2 separate regions of the Xenopus tropicalis genome follow, and region 1 is linked to region 2. The links are chromatin contacts, called in public Hi-C maps. All regions are on one chromosome and are shown on one strand. The core of a region is the stretch at or near the end of the contact, and the rest is flanking DNA. Distances in the headings are between cores, read along the strand shown.

The links. A called contact is a pair of places that touch in the nucleus more often than the background predicts.
Region 1: a Hi-C map of neurula embryo shows a contact between it and region 2, with 2.7 times the contacts expected there. The contact joins the promoter of pex11g here to the promoter of btbd2 in region 2. A contact is called at or near these places in 2 of 5 Hi-C or Micro-C datasets (brain and neurula embryo).

The regions. Positions count from the first base shown.
Region 1 is chr1:103,289,628-103,294,144 of UCB_Xtro_10.0, reverse strand. It overlaps pex11g (peroxisomal biogenesis factor 11 gamma), which reads left to right and starts at 2,499. Exons shown (of 4, transcript NM_001079302.1): 1 at 2,499-2,716; 2 at 2,963-3,151; 3 at 3,623-4,279. The coding sequence starts at 2,648. The coding sequence ends at 3,814. All of the region lies in intron 1 of b4galt1l (beta-1,4-galactosyltransferase 1), which reads right to left.
Region 2 is chr1:102,966,327-102,970,354 of UCB_Xtro_10.0, reverse strand. It overlaps btbd2 (BTB/POZ domain-containing protein 2), which reads right to left and starts at 2,022. Exons shown (of 9, transcript XR_208219.4): 1 at 1,172-2,022.

The sequences.
Region 1 (4,517 bases), core at 1,250-3,749, 320 kb before region 2:
TGGCATTTAAGCCCTTTTACTGCCACAACGTATCCCATACGTCGTTGGCAGTAAAAGAGTTAAACCTGTCAGCCTGGTTCTTCAAGGGGCTGTCCGGGTCAAAGCTTTCTGACTGGTTTTCAACATTCAGAAAACATAGCAGAAACCATTTAAATAGTATTTGGCGGACGTAACAACCCCGTCTCCAAGGTAATCACGTCATCACATGACGCCGGAGATGGTTTGCGTGATGACATCGGCACCGCATACCACAGACATCATCACATGCCCCCTTTGTCAAAGTTTATAACTGAACAAAGGTGCCACCCTAGGGCTGCTGTAAGATACCATGGACAGTCACTGTTTAGTGGGCCTGCGGGTCTGTTTGGGCCTTTGTGTTTTGGAAATACCAGGGCAAATTTGGAATCCCAGTTCACACATTAAGGTCTCTAGCATGTAATTGGTCTCTTATCACTAAAGCAAAACCCCCAACAACCAACTTCTATCATAAGACAGTAATCATAATAACCACTCAGACAACATAATTAGTTTTTGGAAAAAAGGGGGAGGTCATGTTTATTAAAAATTTTGACTATAAATTCACTGAATAAAATGCGGGCCCCAAATCATTCCCATTTAAGGGAGAACACAATTTGCACCATTGCAAATGGCAGGCCCACCACCAGTTGTCATAATAGACATATATGGGCTTCACCTGTAGGGATTCCTGCCTGGAAGCAAAACCAGTGCCAGTGAGCCCCTCAGTGGTTGCCCCTCCAAAAACACATTTGGGCTTCTCCTGTAGGGATACGCGTTGACCTGGAAGCAGAACCAGTGCCAGTGAGCCCCTCAGTGGTTGCCCCTCTGTTAAAATGGGCTTTGCTTGGTTTATCCCCAAGGCCAGAAAGCAGAATCCGTGCCAGGTGGATTCCCAGCGGTTGCCCCCGCACAGTTCCAGGCCCTGCCAACCACCATATGGGGCCCGCATTGCCGCCTCTCTCCTGCTGCTAAGCAGTATTTCATGCTTATATTAACCTAGAAAAACTTAGGGAGGGAGGGTGGAAGAAAAAACACAAGTTACGTACCCTTGATACACCAAATCCCTCCCCCAGATTTTTCCCCACCTCCTAAACAGCCTATTGTTAAAATACCTCCCAAATTGTTTCAGTGCTCCCCCAGGGGCCTATTGTTTTATAATCAATAAAATTAACCCCCAGACTAGTTTCCCTATTTCAGTGCCTTACCAGCACCCTATTCTTTTCTAATCAACAAAAAGCCCCCACAGAGCCTGGTTTCTTCCGGCAGCTTACAGCCCTTATGGGGTTTCTTTTGTAGCCACTGCAGTCAGCCTCTTATTTCCCATCACCCATTGCATACCTCCCAACATTTGAAAAATGAAAAGAGGGACAAAAAGATTTGGCGTGCGCCCCCTTTTGTGGCCACGCCCCACTTACCACACCCCATTTTAAAAAAATACCCCTTTTACATAGATCAAATGGCGGGCGCAGACGAAAATGTGCTATACCCTCATACTGAACGACCTAAGGAAAACAATATAGCAACTCCTACATTAAAATACAAGTATAGAGAGAAGACAGTCAGTTATAAGTGAGTTATAACTAAGTACCAGTTTTGCCCCCCATACACAGTACCCCCATACACAGTAGCCCCCCCATACACAGTAGCCCCCTTTACACAGTAGCCCCCCATACACAGTACCCCCAATACACAGTACCCCCCAATACACAGTAGTCTCCCATACACAGTGCCCCCATACACAGTGCCCCCTATACACAGTAGCCCCCTATACACAGTAGCCCCCTATACAAAGTAGCCCCCTATACACAGTAGCCCCCAATACACAGTAGCCCCCAATACACAGTGCCCCTATAAACAGTAGCCCCTAATACACAGTACCCCCCAATACACAGTGTCCCCCATTCACAGTACCTCCCATAGGCGCAGCCTTCGTCTGCGGCTTCGTTATGCCTCTCCTTGTGCAGCGCGACAGGCCCTTTTATAAGGTTGCGTAATGACGTCACACCCACAGGCGCAACCTTATAAAAAGGCCTGTCGCGCTGCACAAGGAGAGGCATAACGAAGCCGCAGAAGAAGCAAGAACATCCGGCTACAGCAAGCGCAATGCGGGACATTCATGGAACTATCCGGGACAGCGGGATGCGCCATAAAAAGCGGGACTGTCCCGCGAAAAGCGGGACAGTTGGGGGGTATGCCATTGTGTATCAATTAATAAACCCCCCCAGACTGATTTCATCCGGCCTATTACCCACACAGCCCTTATGGGGCTTCTTTTGTATTCACCGCACTCAGCCTATTCTGTACGTGATAAGTGTTAACAGTAGGAAAGTGACAGGTTCCCTTTAAGAATTGGCAGCATGGAGGGGGTGGAGTTTAGAGAACCAGAGTGAGGTTTGGAACACAGAAGTTAAGAAGCTGACGAGGCTGCAGTGTGATGGTGTTAACTCGCAGAAATAGTGTTGATATGTAGGAGGCAGATCCTTGAATGCAAAGGGATAAGTAGGAGTGGCTGACGTATTCCTGGTTGTTGCAACATATCACTTATTTATCTGTGGCTATCACTGTAGCTCTTTGATCTTTGCTTGTGACCCTGTTACCTCTGCCCTGCTCTCTACAGAAAGCTGTTGCAATGGCTGCTGCTGCTGCAGTGTCTGGTCTTGTAAATGTCTTGGAATCTTACAGAGGGAGAGACAGAGTGGTGAGTTTATAACTTCTCCAGGGCAACAGGCATGATTGAGCTAAAATGCATCTATTGCAGTTATACTCAGGAACTACTGCCAAGAGGCTGCAGGAAACTTTCAAAGACACATGCAGCCAGGCAGGATAAGAGTTGGTGCACTTTAAACGAGCCTCACTAGTTGCATCAAGTCACCAGCTGATTAATAGTTAATGATATTGCAGAAAATGGCTGCTCTTCAGGTCTCATTGTACATTTATATTTCAGGTCAGAACGCTATGTTACAGCTGTCAGCTCCTGGGTGGGGTGATGTCAAACAAGAGTGAGGTGGATCACAACTGGGGAAAGAGCCTTCTGGTTGTGGCATCACAGCTCAGCCACTGCCGGACAGTTCTACGGCTGTTTGATGATCTTGCCATGCTCGCGTACTCTGTAAATTATGGCTTGGGAAAAAAGGTGAGATGACCGTTTACACACTACTGTCCAGTGGGTACATCTGACCAATATGTAGCCAAAGAAGACTTACATGATTGGCTCCATTTGATACTTATGTTGTTTAAAGGGACAGATTTTAAATTTTTTCACAATGTTAAACTACATCTAGCAAACAGGATATACCTTTACTTCTGCAGCCCCCTTTTTTCTACCCTCCTGGTTTGTCAACTGTGCTAAATACTGAAAAAAGATGATTGCAAATCGCCTCTGGATATTGGTGTTTTATTCAGGCTGAAGGTTATTTATTCCCCTGTCATGGTTATGCATAGCATGATTTTTTTGTATATATCTGTGCTTTATATAAAATAAATATTAAGCACAAATTTACCATTTAATATCTGTGAAGTTAAAAATAAAGGAATTAAGTCATTTGTTTTATTATTACATGGTGATGATGGTGATAAAAATCTAAATTATCCCTCATTCATGCAGGAGAAAGACCCAATCATCAGGTGGATCTCGATCTTCAGTAACATATCTGATCAACTCTATTACCCTTGTGAGCACATAGCATGGGCCGCAGACTCTGGAGTTATTAGTGCAAAGTCTGAAATATGGTGGACTGCGAGCACAGCATTTTGGGGGCTTTCTCTCATACTAGGAATTGTGAAGTATGTCTCATGATTTGTAAAATAACTGCTGAACTCACAATATTTAGCTGTTGCGCTGGTGAGATTTTGATAAGCTTTCAAGCTAAAAAAAATCTATACTGCAGAAGCAGATTCTCCATATTATTTTATAGTTTATTAAAAAATGCTTTTTGTGGTAATGTGCATTGCTGTGGCTTCATAGTGATAGTGGATTTTTAAAAAAAAAAATAAATGGTGGGACATGTGCATTATTCATACTGAGTGCACCAATAAAGCCTGCTCCATCAGGGCTATGGACCATAGACAAAATGCATGACATATACCTGTGGTACTAATGTCTAGGGGGAAGAAGCCCAGTATTCCAGAAGCAGGTAAATTATTTCACCATTAGTGTCTTATGGTTATACATAGGTAAAGGTGCATTCATTTTACAATATTCTGTTTCCACTATCAGGTCACTAAGAAGTTTAATAATGCTAAGAAGATACAAAGGAAAAAAGTGAGTAATACCTACTTATGTTTGACAAGCTCTGCTACTGCAACACTGAGAGTCTATGTGCAATATATATATATATATATATATATATATATATATATATATATATTCAGAAAAGCGATCCGCACTCACGATTACTGTAGAATAGTGCCCGGGTGCCGCTTGGGAAATATCAAATATACTTAACTGCTAATGAGCGCACTCCAGGGTCTTTAGCTTAAAAAATTCGATCTTTATTTCA
Region 2 (4,028 bases), core at 773-3,272:
AGAAAGGGCTGCTGAGCTGAAAGCCTGATATTAATATTTTTAAATCTTAAAAAAAAAAAAAACATTACATTTCAAAAGTACTCAGACATCCCCATTAATCAATTTATCTCTAATTTTTCCGTTTACTGGAACAGATTTTAGCAATGTCCACAAATAAGGCTTTCAAATAAGTCTTGCAGTTTGCGAACTTTACTTATTTTAAAGGACACCAAGCCCCAAAATGTTTTTCTAATAAAAGAAAATATGATTCTAAGAAACTTTCCAAAATGAAATTAATAAAAATGTTTCGTACATTAACAGTTATTTGTAAATATAATTGCTATTGAAAGCAGCATTTACTTAACTTCTCGTTATGACTTTTTAAATAATGTCTTCCAGGAAGTCAGGTCTGTCAGTCTGCTGGCTTGGGTTACATTGTTTCAAACGTCAGAGGCACCAGGGCAGAGAATAGAAAGGACTGACAAACACTAATGTTGCTAAATGTTTTACATTATATTTCAATGACTTCTAATTCTTGGTAATTCATCTTTTTACTAGGCTCATCAATAAGTTGCCCTCAGTTGGCACTAGGCAATAAAGGCAGAATGTGGAGTACACACACACACGCCTGGGCATGCACATGTCTCACCTTGATGTGCAAGTTACTATTAGTGAATGTTAGGCCAACATAGCCAAGTTATAATGTTTTGTGCCAGTGTAGTGCAGAGTACCCACTGTAGTTGCACAAAGGCTTACCACTCACAGCTTTGCAATGGGCTTTCAGGAATCCATCAGCCTTGTGTCCTTGTTGACATCATGTCTTATGTCAACAGAGAAGCATACCTCTCCCTCAAAGTTCCCCGTTGGCACACTGATCCTTATGCACAGAATGTTATGTAAATAAATACGATTTAGATTCATCTCATGACACTGCCCTATACAGCAGACCCTATCTATATGAGGCCCAGCATGAATGGCATCAGCCCTGCTTAGGTCTCTTGGGTAACTCTGACAGCACGCAATGAGGATGTGTAAAGCAAACTGCCAATGGCGAGTGGCACAAGCACTTAAGATATATATATATATATATATATTAGCCAATGCCAGTATCAGCCGCAGAGGAATGGCTGACTGGGTCCGTACTGCGCTGGGCATCCCACTAGCCTGTCACTATGCCACCTGTACCACATACCTGTGCGCCGGGATCCGCTGGCTTCCCAGTCCTTTCCCCACAAGGAAGTGGACGTCGCTTAGCACTTCGTTGTTGAAGAGGAAGGTGAACCTTTCCCGCACCGTGGTTTTGGTGGCCTGCCAGTTGTACACGGGCTCCCGGAGCAGGCCAGCAGCAGCAGCAGCAGCAGGAGGAGGCGGCGGTGGTGCAGCAGGAGGCGAAACTCCAGATGCCGAAACTGCAGCAGCTGCCTGATTCCCGGGGGACGAGGCCCCAGCCCCGCCGCTATAGTTGTACGAGGAGGCCGAGGAGCCACCGCGGTTGCTGGGGGCGCTGTTCCCCACCACCCCGGGAAACGACAGGCCGCCGCTCCCACCCGCCGCCATCTTGGATGGGGGAGGCTCCGGTGGGCGGGGGCAGGAGGAGGAAGGTGAGGGAGGCGGGTCCCCGGGGCTGTTTACAAACAGAACCGGGCAGCAACGGCGCATGAGGCGGCAAGGCCGCTGTCTCTATGGCAACCCGATGAGATGGAAAAGAAGAGGGCATTGAAGGGAGGCAGCGTTGCTAACTAGAGGCGGGGCATCGTACATTCATGCGAGCGAGCGCTTATTGGACGAAAGAGTAGAAGCACAACCTCACATATTACTTAATGTTAGCCCAAACCCCCCGTCTGTGCCACATGATGCAATATCTACTAGCTGATTGGTCCTCTGTATCTGAGCGTTCGGGCAGTCCTATGTCACGTGCTGTTGCATTGACTCTGGAGATTCTCGATGGTGCAGTTTTCTAAAGCAGCGAAGTTCAAACTGGAGATCAGAGACACGATTTGACGGATTACTGAACTGGAATGTTTTGGGATGATTATACGCATGCATGGATTGTATCCCTCCTTTAAAGACATGTCATTGATCTCCCAATGCTATTTTTGTTGCAGTTTTCTAAAACTGTTAAAGGAGACATATCCTATAAAAATTAAGAATGTACCAGGGAATTATACTCCTCTAGATATAGAAGGATTGTGCTTAAAAAGTTGTGTTTCTGACTGATTTATTGAGAAATTCCACAAAACCCCCACTAGCCCCGCCCATCTGTGCCACTTCCTGCTGGCTGAATTCTCTGGATGTGCAGGGGAGCTGGCGGCTCTCAGTACACTCCACTGTAGGATAGGAACCAATCAGCACCCAGGCCGACCTGATAGGGAACTGAAGCCTGTCTGTGCTTGTGTGAGGGCAGGGCTGTGATTGGCTCTCCCCCTCCTACTGTGCTTCTGGCAGGGACCTTTAGGACACGCCCACTCTTCATTTCACACTGGACGGATAAGTGATACCATCTATAGGGAGCTCCAATAAAGGGTCCATTTTTTACAGAGAGGATTAATATTTAGCACAAAGTGAAACCAGCACCGTATATTATTCATAATTGCCTACAAAATTAGGGTTTTTCCCATTTATCCAATATGTCTCCTTTAATAATAGCAAATGACATACAAGGTAAATGATTATACAACAAGAGACCATTACTTGGGTGTGAACAACTCAAAGGCACTTAGGTAAAACCAATGCTAGTAAGAACAAATACAAGAAATAGCATCCTAGGAGAACATAGACAAGCTGCCCTATTTTGCCCGCACAGTCCTGTCACCAACACCATGTCATTTGCCCCTGATCAGCGCAGAAACTTGCAGAGAAGGGAGTGCATTTAAGAATTGACCAAGACACACCCAGAACATAAAATGCATATTTAGACTAAAATTATGTGCTCGTTCTCAGAATCTCTTAATTTTGTACAAACTACAGATAATTTGGCTCTATTCAGACCCGTTGTATATTCAATCCTACTTTGTTAATCCACAAATAGCAGAGAGTGTAAGGGATATAAGACAACAGGACCTTTGTAACTAAGCAATAAAGATTGGTGAAAGATTAGTGAAATGCATTAGACATAACTAACTTGTATCCCTAAACTACAGACACGGTGTATTGCAATGTACACAGAGCCTCTTTGCTGCTTGGATCTGGACCCAAGTGCTAGATCATATGGATGTGGTGACCAACTAAGAAAAGCCTAGAAACCTGTTTACTAGGTATTAGCCTTGACAATATAAGGGGTAATTTACAACCTTGGGGGGCATGAGTGCAAGCACACTAAGGCACGAGAGTGCACCCATTTTGAATCTAGAATGGCCTAATGCAGGACGCAGATATTCACACAAAGGAAATGCAGAAGTATGTGACAGTATTAGTAAAAATGAAAGATATTTTTTCTTTTACAAAAGTGCCCACCAAACTGTCCCAGCCTTGTGTTACCACAGCCAAAATTCTGCCACTGCTTGATGTCCCTGGGAACAGAGGGCTGGTTACATTACTCATGCTGAGCTGGAGACTGAGTAATTCTTTGATAGGCTGCAGTAAAGTGTTAATTTGTACTCCAGCCTATGGAAACACCACCCAACCCTTTTGTCTACCACCCAACCTTCTTGACCAAAAGAGGATTTACAGTTTATTTCCAAATCATTACAGCAAGTACCACTGGACCAGGGGTGGCTTTGGGAGCACTTTTCTAAGGAAAGAATACAGTCCACATTCTTTTCTAGTAATGACAACGAGATAAGCAAATGAGGATCTTATCTAATGCTTCCGTGTATGCCTTTTATGAAACATGTTGAAAAGCTGCTGCAGACAGCACTAACCTTAGTCAAGTTGACCTTTAGTATAGTAAGACAAATGCTAAGAATTCTTTTTAGGTACATGAGAAATATTGGAAAAGTTATCTAAAATTATTTTAGCAAAAAGGCTTTGAACTGACACTCTATGGAAATAAATTGAGCAGCAACTTCATTGTATCCTCGAGGCCCAGACAGACAATCTCTGGATTCTGG